3 separate regions of the Sus scrofa genome follow, and all the other regions are linked to region 3. A link is a contact called in public Hi-C and promoter capture Hi-C data. All regions are on one chromosome and are shown on one strand. Each heading gives the region's core, a stretch centred on a gene start, on an enhancer-like site or on the middle of the called end of the contact. The rest is flanking DNA. Distances are from core to core; before and after follow the strand shown. Region 1 holds the start of PRDX4 (peroxiredoxin-4). Region 2 overlaps EIF2S3 (eukaryotic translation initiation factor 2 subunit 3). Region 3 holds the start of APOO (MICOS complex subunit MIC26).

Region 1 (4,218 bases), core at 66-2,565, 220 kb before region 3:
AAGGACTAGTTTCAGCTTCGGAGGTCGAGGTGGGGTGGTGTGCGGGAGCGAGGGGTGCGAGAGCATGAAAGGGTCTGAAACAGAGCTGAGAGCGATTGACCAGTCACCGGCAATGACAGGAGGCCAATCACAGCAATGGTAGGAGCCCAGTCTCTGGCGAAGCTTTGTGCCACAGATGGGCCTGGAAGGGTGAGCAGGACCTAAAACAGTGCTGAAGGCGAAAAGGAGGTGGGGGAAGGGGGAGAAAGGGAAGACGGAAGGGCAGGAGAGCAGCCGCAGTCGATGACGCCACAGAAGGGCCCACTGAATTGGGCGCCGCTGGGCGGCCTGGGCCTGCCCCCAGGGCGCAGGCGCAAACACCAGCCGGGTGGGGGTGGGGAGTCGCGGGAAGGGTCGATGGAGAAGGGCCAAGAGGTTTCAGCAAACTCTTCTGAGTCCTATAATGGGCAGGACGAGAGTGAGAGGTGAGGTTGAAATGGGCAGATTTCTATCCGCCTCAAAGGGTTGTCACAGGCAGTAAGCATGTAATATGTGAAAGCCACTGGAGACTATGGCTGTCAGGAACATTAAGTGTTTTTTGCAAAATCCAGTGCTTACGCTAGCAGATGCTCACCTTGGGCCAGGTGCCTTGGGAAACAAAGATGAATGACTTTGATTTTGACCCTAGGGAGCTGACAGTCTAACAGAGGAAAGACAAAATGTTGGAGGGCTTCTGTGGGGTTCAAAAAGATCAAGAGCTCACAGAAACCTAGGAGGGACTCTAGGGGCATAAAAGGTCCAGAAGGCTCCTGTGAAGTGACTGGGTAATTGTCAGAATAACTGCACTGTACTGGGACAAAGTTTGGTTTTCTGGCAACTTTTCAAGTCTTTAAAAAAAAAAAAAAAGACATATATGGGATAGGTTGAACTCACCAAACTACCTGTTTGCCTTTCCTGCTGAAGGAAAGTAAATAGTTAAGCCTTTCTTCTCCAAGTTTTTCCCTCAGGATTTAAAAGGGTTGCAACAGAGGGCAGGGATGGGGGGTCGGGGGGCAAGTCTGGGAGCTCTTCACACAGATCACTTAAAGGAAAAAACAAGTTCACTGTTAGAAGTATAAGATACAAGCCGTTCAGAGGCGGACGTTAGTTCCACTTGGGAGGGGATGGCGGGCGGTGGTGACGTTTTGTGGAAGAGATGGGTGCGGAAGGATGCGTAAACAGTACGCGGGCAGGATTGCGTGAGACCAGGCGCGGGCGACGCAACCTGGCAGAGCAGGGCCGAACTCCCCCGCCCTGGCCCGCCCCAGGGCGCAGGCGCAAACGCCAGCAGGGGGCGAGCAGGCGGGGCTAACGCCCACGTGGCGGGGCTGGGGGTGGGGGAGCCCGGGCGGCTGGGAATGGGCGGAGAGTGGAGGAGGTGGGGCAGGTCTCGCGAGGCCGCGCTTCGGCTCGCGCGGGTGTTGAGCGCGCAGTTGTAGCTGCCTGGCGGCGGGAGAAGTAGCGCTTGAGCCAAAGGACGTGCTGCTGCACTCGCGTGGTCATGGAGGCGCCGCCGCCGCCGCCGCCCGCGACGACTCTGGCCTCTGGCCGGGGCCGAAAGCTACTGCTGCTGCCGCTGCTGCTGTTCCTGCTGCGGGCTGAAGCGCTGTGGGGCTTGGAGGCGGAGGAGAGGCCCCGAACCCGCGAGGAGGAGTGCCACTTCTACGCGGGTGGACAAGTGTACCCCGGGGAGGCATCCCGGCTTTCGGTCGCCGATCACTCCTTGCACCTCAGCAAAGCCAAGAGTAGGTGATGCCCTGCCAAGGCGAGGTGACCGGTGGTAGAGGGAGGTGGGGAGGGCTAGGAGACACGTGTACCCTGGTGGTGGCTTCCCGGGGGCCTGGCTTGGGCGTCACCCCTTGGGCTGCCTCTGCTCCCAGGGGGGAGCCTGGCTCTCTCTTGCAGGGTTGGGGGATGGAAGGGGGTTCCAAGTGTGAAGAAAGGGATGGGTTCTACTAATCAGATTTTGAAAGAAAATTCGTGGTTACCCCAAAAGCCGCAGATGAGGGAAAGAGGGTGGCCCTGGTCCCAGGCTTGGAGGCATCGAGGATGTTGTGCAAACTGAAACACTTCCTCAAACATCGGAAAGTGCTTGCAGCACGTTGGGTCTGTTTTCAAGTACTGTTTCGGGGAAGAATGCATTGATAAGTTGAATGATGAGTGACAGAAAGTTTGGTTAAGCGGAAAAGTGATTAAATATGCTCAGGAGGGCAATTTTTTTTTTTTTGGTGGTATTGTATGTGGTAAAGAAGATTGTATTTAAAAGCCACCTTCCCCAAGAACTAAATAGTTAATGGGTATCCTTTGTATTTCTTGGAAAGTAAGAACTTCTTACAGGGTGAACTTCGGAGGCTCTTAGGGAAATGGGAAAAAAGAGGTAGAAGTAATGCATTTTGGTTGATGATAAACCTCGTGGCAAATTTGTGTCCTGCCAGTTTGGCTTTTGATTATTTGCATTTCTGTCCAGTGTACATAACTAATGGCCACTTTCAGGAAGGACACGTCAGACTAAGTAGATACTGAGAAAGTTGTGGCCTGCTGCATCTGGAGGTTAAGATTAGCCAAAAAGAAGTGGCTCGGGCCTAAAGAACGGAAGACTGTCCCTTGCTCACTTTAAGTAACCTGCTTTTCCTACAGACCATTTGGCATTCTGAAGTTGTGTGTGTGGCCTTTGTGGTCCAGTTACAACATGTTCCATGCCCATGTTCAGTGAAAAAAGTAATGTTTCACAATTATGAATCCCCAGTATTAAATGGGGTGTTGTTATGTGTTAGGATGTGGAGTGGGAGTGATAAATGAGCAAAACTGTTCTGCCACCTTAAACATTTGTGGTTCTTTCCTACTGAAAGTTATTTTTAGATTTTCATTTTTTTGTTTTTTGTCTTTTTGCCTTTTCTAGGGCGGCTCCTGCGGCATATGGAGGTTCCCAGGCTAGGGGTCGAATCGGAGATGTAGCCACCAGCCTACGCCAGAGCCACAGCAATGCCAGATCCGAGCCACGTCTGTGACCTACACCACAGCTCACGGCAATGCCGGATCCTTAACCCACTGAGCAAGGCCAGGGATTGAACCCGCAACCTCATGGTTCCTAGTCGGTTCGCTAACCACTAAGCAACGACGGGAACTCCTAGATTTTTGTTTTTTTAAAAAGCTAGTCTTGCACTTTTAAAATCATAATATTCCCAAGTCCCATTGGTTTTACTTGCCTGGGAAGAAAGTATGAAATATGTCAGTCAGTCGAGTGTTTACTGGCATTCATATATTGCCTATAACAAATCCCATCCAAGTCTGCTTATGGAAGCAAAAAATAGTAGTAATAATAGATTTCCCTCTACTAACAAATCTTTTCAAATTTTAGATATTTGCTACATTTCTGTCATGTGTAGGCTCCTCTAGAATTAAAGATACAAGGACTTTGATTCATAAAATGGAACATTATGAAACTACTAAATCATACTTTCAGATAATTTTTACTAACATGAAAAACTATTCATGATCTCCTTTTTTTAAAAGTGGGGTGCAACATGATCCAAATTTGTGTTTAAAGACTGGAAGGAAAGATAGCAAACTTAACAGTAGTTAAATTGATGGGGGTTATGTGGAGAAGGGATTTAAATATTCTTTATATTGCTCTGCATTTGCTTTGTTAATCATATGATTTATATTCAGGACAATTTTTGTTTGTCTTTTAATAGATGCAGGAAGTTGCTTTGGGAATTCCATTTATAGATCTTAGCAAACTACATTCTTTTTGGTCTGTAAATTGATGACAGGTTTTTTTTAATTAACACTGGAGTTCTTAAAATAAGAAGCCCAAATTTACAAAATCAAGGTTTTCAGAACAAAATTTTTTAGTTTTATTGGTTTTCCCAATATGCTAAAATCACTAAGGACCATCATTGTAACACATCATTACAATTAGGACTTCACACTTGAGCAGCATTTTAAGTAATGTATATAATGCACATATAGTTCATTATTATTCTGCTATCTAATTCTCCTTCTTGGCCTTTACCTACTAAGATCAAGATATTTCTATGAGGTAGGCTGCTGACTCAAGTAATCATATGTTATATATTAACTTCACAGAGAAATTCATTTTAAGTTTGTCTCTATTTTCAGAAAGACCAAAAATGCAAGCTATTATAAGCCTTACTTTCTAGGAACCTTTGTCAAGCTTGGAAGCAAGTATTGACTTTA
Region 2 (4,481 bases), core at 376-2,875, 130 kb after region 3:
TCAATGTTAATATTATTCTTACTAATGGCATGATTTTCAGTGACATTTATACTCCCAATAAGTTTCCAACAGTAAAGCATATTATGTATTATTACCAACAAATTTTATATTTTTATTGATATAATTCGCATACCATAAGCCACCCTCTCCCCCCTTTTTTTCTCTTTGAAGCAGAGAAAGGACCAAGCAAGAACAACAGGTGGCACATGCTCAAAAACCCTGAGCTCCCCAATTGTTTGGGGGGGGGGAGAAATTTTTATAGGCAAAATATGGGTTGAAGGCTGCAAGGTATGTGACTACCATCAATCAGTGGTGAGGTAGTAGGGTGGTACTTTAGGAATCTTGTACTCAGCCATAAGTAAGTTGCCATCCTCTACCTAGGTGGGTGCCTTTGTTCTGAAGTTCAGGTTCTTTATGTCTTTATGTTTATGCCCAGAAAGAATTTGGCAAGAGGCAAAGTGATAAGTAAGAAGTAGATTTATTGAGAGAGATAGAGTGGGTGCCATCTCAGAAGGCAGGAGGTCAAGATTCTCACACACACACACACACACACACACACACACACCTTTTTATTTTTTGGCTGCCCAGCAGCATATAGAGTTTCTGTGCCAGGGAATCAGATCCTAGCAGCAGTTGGAATCTACACCAAAGCTGTGGAAATTCTGGATCCTTAAACCCACTGTGCCTGGCCGGGGATTGAACCTGCTGCATCCTAGCATTGCAGAAATGCCACTAATCCCATTGTGCCACAACAGGAACTTCAAGATTCACCCTTTTAAACAGTACAATTAAAAAAATTTTTTTAAATTACATTTGCAGTTGTGGAACTATCACCACTAATTCCACATCTTTATTCAACGGGTTTCCTGAATTGGCTGGTACCATCTAACTGTGTAGAATGTAAGATAAATTCTACACTTAGGAACTTAAAAATTTAGAAGTTATATTTCCATGGAGGCATTTAGTTTCTAAATTACCAATTATAAACTTAGGAACTACATGCCTCCACCCAAATGCAATATACTGTACAGTTTCTACCATCACTTAACTAATGAATTATTGAAATTTTACCTATTTCAGCTAAATTGCTGTACCTGAAACTTAGGGGATAGAAAACATATTAATTTCAACCTTACATAAGTATTCAATGACCACAGATAACCTAAATTCTTATTCATCTCTCCTTACGTTTTTTTTCCTGTCTAGAAATGAATACCTGTACATGATAGAAAATTTGCAAAGCGTAGAAATTTTCATGGGGAGAAACGAACCTTACTGGAATTCTTTTTAACAGGATTAAAAAAGGGTCAGTATCAAAAATTCAAAATTTTTAAAATACCGATTTATTGGTAACCTTTCCAGTTAAGAAGTGGGTTTGCTCGGTCGCCTCTTTAAGATACCCCTTTGGGCGCTCTCATGACATTCAGCTTCTTTGCCGTGCTAACTCCATTAGCGCCACCATGGACCACCTCCCTGGCTCTAGAAACCTCTCTGAGAACAAGTTAGACTTTGCTTTTCCCATCTCTGGGTTGAACGTCCGCGCGAGGGCGCCCTTCCTACCGCCCGCCAGCTCAGCGGGCCCCCACCTCCGGGCCCAGAGCCCCAATCACAGACCAGCAGGACCCAGAGCCGATCTCGGCTTACTCAATCATAGAATGTGTAAAGAAGGACTTTCCCACTGTCTATCCTCACACCCCCGATAAAATTCTCAGGTTCCGGGCAACTCTTTGGACCACCCCCACGAGAAACGGATATGGTTACACCCGCGTCCGCGCGCGCGCGTCGGTTGCATCACCCGCCAGCAAGGGGCCTCTCGTGCGGCTGCCCTCAGCGTTGCCTGCACAAATATCCAACAGGACGGCTACGAATAGATCCCGAAACTTCGCCTGGTGTTTTCTAGTCAGCCTGCTGGCAGGCACAATATAAATTCATCAAGATAGAAGTCTAAGCGGCAAGGCCTCCGCTGCGCCGACCATCCTCCTCTCCCAGGCCTGAGCCCTAGTCGGCCTTCCTGCCTCTGCGGCCCCGCCCCGCACGCGGGGGCCTGCTCACCGCCAGGCCGCCGTCAGGGCCACTTCCTTCCTCTCCGGGCAAGATGGCGGGGGGCGAGGCTGGTGTGACTTTAGGGCAGCCGCATCTTTCTCGGCAGGATCTCGCGACTTTGGTAAGGCATTGATCTGGGAGGATGTGGAGTGTGCCCGGGAGTGGGGATGACCAGGCCTCCCGGGAGGGTTTTGAGACAAGGCAGTGCCACGCTGTCGGAAGCGTGGATTTGGGAGGGAGCCCCGAAGCCCGGCGTGCTCGCGCCGCCCCGGGCGCCTCCACCAGCCTGCGAGCTGGGCATGGGGCTGTAAGGTCGTGGACCTGGAGCCCCCCCGAATGCTTGGGCTGGAAAGTCACGGTGTTTTTCACTTCGGAAGGTCTGGGAAGGGAGTGTCTGCATTGTCTTTAATGCAAATGCTCTCAAGGTTGGGGGGATCTCGAGCCTTCACATTTCCCATTGTCAGTGGAGGTGTAGTCTTGTGTAACAACGAAGGACTTTTAGGGCTTCCCAGTCGTCACTGTCGGAGATTGCTTGCACAGGAAAAGCGCTTTAGAAGTGGAAGAGGGCTATTCAAACGGTGGCGAGATGTAGGTAGCAAATGTAAATGTCAAAATTGTGATTCGTCCCATGTTCAGCGATTTAAAATGAAAAATGTTTGATTGCAGGATGTTACCAAGTTGACACCACTTTCACATGAAGTGATCAGCAGGCAAGCCACAATTAACATAGGTAAGCTAAGAATAACTTGGAGGCCTGACTGGATTAATCTCCGGCAAATAATTTTAATCTCTCTCTGTGTGTGATTATCTGAATTACGTGAAGATGCATATATTCAGGTAATACATGTTGAGTTGTTGTGAACAAAGTACCTGCTACATTTTTTGGGGAAGCCCATGTTGCCCGTGCCTAGCTTTCAGACTGGGCAAAGAAGAAAAGATAAAGACATGAAAATTTTAATAGCATAAAGCGATAGATAGTCATGTAGCAGTTTAAAGAAGAGAGAGAAATGTGACTGTACTTGCCACACAGGGTTATTGCAAGGGCAGAGTTTGCAAAAGTTTTGTTTGCTATATAAGCTGTTATTAACTAGAGTATTTTTTCCCTTAATTGGCACCTAGAACTTGAAAGGGGAAGTTAAGTTGACTGAGTGTAAATTTTGCGTATTTGAGAGTCTGTATAAACAACACAGTAAAATCTAGTTAAAAGTAAGGTTCTGCCATGAGGCTGTTAAAAAGTTACATGGTATGTGCTACTCTTTACCGCATTACTCTAATTAATGCTGAGTTTTCTTGTTGTCATGGATTCCTTTTTGCTGTGCCAGATTTACTTATACACATTTACTTTACCCTCACAATGCTGGAAAATTTTCTCGGTACCTAAGATTTCATGTGCTTTTTATCAAATGTTTATTTTAAATGGAGGTGTTCTTTTTTCTTTCTTCCTTCTCTCTCTCTCTCTCTCTTTTTTTTTTTTTTTTTTGCTTTTTAGGCCCGCATCTGCAGCGGCATATGGATATTCCCAGGCTAGGAGTTAAATTGGAGCTGCAGCGGCCTGCCACAGCAACTGTAGAACCCAAGCCCGGTCTGTGACCTACACCATAGCTCATTGGCAATGCCAGATCCTTAACCCACTGAGTGAGGCCAGGAATCGAGCCTGAATCCTCATGGATACTACTTGGGTTCATTACTGCTGAGCCACAACAGGAACTCTGAAGGCACTCTTTTCTGTGATTGAAAACAAGATGGATAGTGTTTATTATGCTGAATATAGATTTTAAACAAGGTAGTCAGTTACATAGAAAGTTCTCTTCAGTCCTGTATCAGATAGAATATAGAGGAGGACACTGAATTCACTTTTGGTTCTGTATCGATGTTTATAGTGAGTTACAGCTTTGAGTTTTCTCTCCTAAAACTGAAAAAATATGTGGTATAACTGAATGCATATGAATTAATTTTTTGTACTTTGTCTATAGGTACAATTGGTCATGTAGCTCATGGGAAATCTACAGTCGTAAAAGCTATTTCTGGAGTTCACACTGTCAGGTTCAAAAATGAACTAGAAAGAAATATTACAATCAAACTTGGCTATGCTAATGCTAAGGTAAGCTGTGTACAGTGAAATTAGAAATTGACTTTAATGTTGAATGTGCAGATAACAAATCCAGTTCTTTTTTTTCATTGAAACTTTTAGATTTATAAACTTGATGACCCAAGTTGTCCTCGGCCAGAATGTTACAGATCCTGTGGAAGTAGTACACCTGATGAGTTTCCTACAGACATTCCAGGGACCAAAGGGAACTTCAAATTAGTGAGGTGACCTCTTTTGTGCTAAAAACACTTTACACTTCATATTTTGTTGTCTTGTGATTTGTGCTTTTTGAAATATTTAGCTGAGATGTTAAACAGTGAACCAAATTGTTAAATGGCTTTCTTTTTCT
Region 3 (4,222 bases), core at 1,567-4,066:
ACTTCTTTATTAGCTCTTTAAGTTAAAAAAACCTATTAGAGAGTCTTATAACTACTATAATCTTTTTCTTTTTCTTTTTTTTTTTTTTTTTTTGTCTTTTTGCCATTTCTTGGGCCGCTCCGGCGGCATATGGAGGTTCCCAGGCTAGGGGTCCAATTGGAGCTGTAGCCACCAGCCTACGCCAGAGCCACAGCAACGCAGGATCCGAGCCGCGTCTGCGAGCTACACCACAGCTCACGGCAACGCCGGATCGTTAACCCACTGAGCAAGGGCAGGGATCGAACCAGCAACCTCATGGTTCCTAGTCGGATTGTTACCACTACGCCACGACGGGAAGTCCCATAACTACTATAATCTTAAAGCAGTGATAAGCATAAATATCTTGAGATCTGGAACCACTGTAATGTGATATGAAAATGTCTGTGACATGCATTGGTCCTGCTGACTTCTATTGGTGACTACCACTAGTTTGTGGCTGTAGTAACTTAATTAATTGCTCCCCATGAACCACATGTTCTCGTATCTGTGCTGTTCTGTAACCTCACACCATACTGACTCGGGCCTTGGCCATGTGACTTGTTTTGACATCAGCAAATGCGATATAAGCATGTGTTTATGCACCGGGACTAGGCTTCTTAGAACCCAGTAACCATGTAAGGGAGCCCAAAACAGCCACATTGAGGGGCCCCAGGCCCACTGATATGAGAGTAAGGCTACCTCATAGTATAGCCACCAGTTGAATTCTGTCACTAGAGGATGCCGGCAGAACTGTCCAGACAACCTATAGATGGTGAGAAGTAATAAATCACTGTTGTTTTAAGGTCATTATCTGGAAACTGGTAATTGAAACTGTTAACCTACATTCATAACTGAAAGAAATGCTAAATTTCAGCAGATTAATGAAACTGATTTTTTTTTTCCCTGCCAGAATTTAAAGATCCTCTTAATTCTATCCAGACCTTCTAAGGGGCCAAGAACCACAGCTTAAGAACCCTTGGTAAAACAGAGGAGATGATACTCTCCTTTTCACCACCACAGAACACTGCTGATAACCATATGAAATGATCACAGCATACTCTTTATTGTCGCAACACAGTGTACCCTTTGTTGTTGCAACCCTCAAACTAAGCCAGGCTCCTAGCACATAATAGGTATTCAACACAAATTTATCAAACAAAACCAAGTTGCTTATGAGATCTGTTGTCCTAACTAAACTGTGAGCTACCTGAAAACAAAATAAAAGCAAATACCTGGATGTCACTTCTATGTGCCAGGGCCTCTTACAAATTCTTTACACATACTAACTTATTTATTCCTTATAACAAGCCTACAGGTAAATGTTGTTTCCCTAACTTCACCAATAAAAAAACAGGCTCAGAGAGGTTAAGTGACTTGCTCAAGGTCACACATCTAGAACGTGGCAACTCCAGGAATGGAAGGCCAAACCCACATTCTGACTTTAGAGCCTGTCCCAGTGTACCCAAAGCACGTTGTAGGCACTCAATAAAACTTTTAAGGAGTTCCCGTCGTGGCTCAGGGGTAAACGAATCCGACTAGGAACTATGAGGTTTCAGGTTCGATCCCTGGCCTTGCTCAGTAGATTAAGGATCCTGAGTTGCCCTGAGCTATGGTGTAGGTCGCAGACGCGGCTCAGGTCCCGTTGCTGTGGCTATGGCGTAGACCGGCAGCTACAGCTCTGATTAGACCCCTCGCCTGGGAACCTCCATATGCCACAGGAGCGGCCCTGGAAAAAGGCAAAAAAAAAAAAAAAAAAAAAAAAAACACTTTTAAATGAGTAGTATAATTCTGAGATTTCATTAGCAGTCTTTTATGGGTACAATGCTTCTTGACTCAATTTTGTAGACTCATTTCTGGTAGCTTGCGATTTGTTCTTCATTATAAAAAATATCATTTACTTTTTTTGAAGGAGAATAATGGCTTCATGTTAAAATGCAGATTTTCGAAACAGTCTTCACTGTAAAAGTCTTTCAAAGGACACGAGTTCAAAAACTGTAAAGAAGGGGCTCGACCTGTCCATACTATATAATGTTCACTGGGGAGGAGAAAGTCCAGCTTCTTCCCCTAACCCAGCCGTTCCATTCCCATGCCAGTCTCCCCGACTTCCTGCAGGAGCTTCGCCGAAGGTGACCTCCCCCATTCATACCAGGTTCTAAAACCTGACCTTGCCCGGCACAACCAAAGCCGAACCCCGCGGTGCCCTAAGCTGGCCTAACCCTACTCACGAACTCAAGAGGGCACCAGCCAGAGTGTGGATACTGTGAGGGATACTTTAACTTTTTAAAACATTTTATTCCCGAGAGCACGACCAAAGGGCCCAACCCACCACCCTCGAATCTCCCGCCTCCTGTGCCTCAACCGCAAACTCCAGGCGGACCGGTGAATGACCCTCGGGACCGGGACACAGGCAGCCCGGAGGCGGGAAAAGCCTCAAAGCGAGCCAGTTCTGGTTCCCAGAGAGGCCCAAAAGAGCGCGGGGAGAGCTGCAGGCGGCCGGGAAGGGGCGGTGACAGTTGTGACCCGGCTCGACACTCTCACCTTGAACATGTCGCTGGCAGCGGCGGCTCCGGCGGGGTCACCCGGCCTCGGCCACGCCCACTATAGAGAGGTAACTACGGCGGCCGATTAGGGCCCGATTCCTCCGACCGCAAGCGGGCCGCGGTGCGGGTAACAGGCGTACAGCCAATTCGATCCCGCTAAGGCTTAACTCGGAAGCTTGGGCTGCTAGCAGCGTCGTTGAGCTGCAGCGCGTCGCGCCTCAGGCGGCGAACACAAGCCCCGCCTTCCGGAGGCTCCGCCCCTGCGCCGGCGGTTGCTAGGCGGCGGGAAAGCGCCAGCTCAGTGTGGGCGGCACGCGGGGGCGCTAGGAGGGAGGCGCCGAGCGCAGAGCCGTGCTGGGAATTGGCCTTCGCCGCCGTGATTGGGCGCCAGCAGCGTGGGTTGGGAAGCCTGTGTGCGGAGGCCGCCGGGCGGGGGCGCTCGGCAGGCCTCTGGTGGCTTCGAAAGCCTCGCAGCCGGAAGCTACCGACCTCGGGGGCCTGGATTTACCTCACAAAAGGTTTTTAGTTTTGTGGGGTTTTTTTTTTCACCCTTGTTTAGCCATTTCCAAGATTTTAAATTTAAACTAATTTGCCTTGTCCTTTAGTCTTGAAAGAGCCCGACATTTTTTTCTTCTTTAAAATGCTTAAGCGTATGTTTCTCACAGGGAATCAAATGTTTGTCCTTTAATTAGAGTAGAAATAAGTAATAATGACAAAAATTATCTTATTAACAAGAATAGCAACCACCAACAGCGTTTACTATGTAACTTGCTCTGATGTAAACTCCTTACACATACTCTTCTTTCCAACAACCCAAGTAGGTGGGCACGATTATTATCTCCCGTCAAATACATGAAGAAACCGAGGCTCAGAGAAGTAATATGTGGAAGGTCATACAGAAGGAAAGTGGGAAGCCAGGATTCAAACCTCAGTAGCCTGGCTTTAAAGCCTGTGATCGCAAGTAAACAACTGTTGTAGTGTCTCATACCGGGGTTGTATTTCATGTTTCATTCTGTATTTCATTCTAATCCCGCAGCAAATGTAAGCCCATCCGGGGCAGGCATCCAGAAGATTTTGGGAGTTTGGTGCGGTGTCACTGCTCTCCAGCCAAGATCACTAAGAATACTGTAGTTGAACAAGCTGAGTTCATTTCTCTTTGGTGCCAGGAGAACGCACCCTTGGGAAACGGTGGGGCATCTCAGTAAGAGGGTGTTAGATTTATTCTAGGATTTGGGGCTTTGGTTGGGGGGTTTGCGGGTGAGTTCAGGGAAGCGAGTCCTTGTTCTGGATTGGGTGGTGCTAGGAAGCCAGGGCTAACACGAAAGCCCAGGTGTGGGTGCCAGGCCAGCTCCCAGATGTTAAGGGCTACTTTTCTCTTTCTCAAGAGAATTGTATATCCCTAGCCTTCCCTATACCTAAGGAGAACTATTTAGGAGACTCTGAAGGCTCTGCATCAGTAATGGAATGTCATATGTGTATAAGAGTGTGACTTATAAATGGTAAGTTAGGGCAGAAATTCTTAATTCTGGAGGTACATGAACTTGGGGAAAAATTACAACTTTATTTTCACTAACCTATAACTGAACTTTAACAGTTCTTTAAATTGTGGTGTAGGTAACCACAGTAGTTCAGCGGTACCTATGACTTTGTCATCAGTAGAAAGC

What was found. Promoter capture Hi-C pulls out the DNA fragments that hold promoters and counts their contacts. A called contact is a pair of places that touch in the nucleus more often than the background predicts.
Region 1: a contact with region 3 is called in a promoter capture Hi-C map of liver, with 9 times the contacts expected there. The contact joins the promoter of PRDX4 here to the promoter of APOO in region 3. A contact is called at or near these places in 2 of 5 promoter capture datasets (fetal liver and liver), 1 of 47 Hi-C or Micro-C datasets (embryonic fibroblasts) and 1 of 2 datasets of contacts at active chromatin or transcription factors (alveolar macrophages).
Region 2: a contact with region 3 is called in a Hi-C map of embryonic fibroblasts, with 5 times the contacts expected there. The contact joins the enhancer-like site here to the promoter of APOO in region 3. A contact is called at or near these places in 6 of 47 Hi-C or Micro-C datasets (alveolar macrophages, embryonic fibroblasts, fetal liver and 2 more) and 2 of 2 datasets of contacts at active chromatin or transcription factors (alveolar macrophages and skeletal muscle).

The regions. Positions count from the first base shown.
Region 1 is chrX:19,798,838-19,803,055 of Sscrofa11.1, forward strand. PRDX4 (peroxiredoxin-4) reads left to right here and starts at 1,316. Exons shown (of 7, transcript XM_001927369.3): 1 at 1,316-1,763. The coding sequence starts at 1,520. LOC102165967 (a long non-coding RNA gene) reads right to left here and starts at 360. Exons shown (of 3, transcript XR_309198.3): 1 at 1-360.
Region 2 is chrX:20,144,851-20,149,331 of Sscrofa11.1, forward strand. EIF2S3 (eukaryotic translation initiation factor 2 subunit 3) reads left to right here. Exons shown (of 13, transcript XM_003134980.6): 2 at 1,713-2,164; 3 at 2,710-2,773; 4 at 4,017-4,144; 5 at 4,235-4,356. The coding sequence starts at 2,096. Among named protein-coding and RNA genes, the nearest start is that of EIF2S3, 17 kb to the left of the region's middle. Within about 2 kb of position 1,626, at least 81 of the 83 cell types and tissues checked have an H3K27ac peak or open chromatin away from gene starts, as enhancers often do. A contact at or near this core is called in alveolar macrophages, embryonic fibroblasts, fetal liver and 1 more, where this site is marked.
Region 3 is chrX:20,014,968-20,019,189 of Sscrofa11.1, forward strand. It overlaps APOO (MICOS complex subunit MIC26), which reads right to left and starts at 2,817. Exons shown (of 9, transcript XM_005674464.3): 1 at 2,557-2,817. The coding sequence starts at 2,565.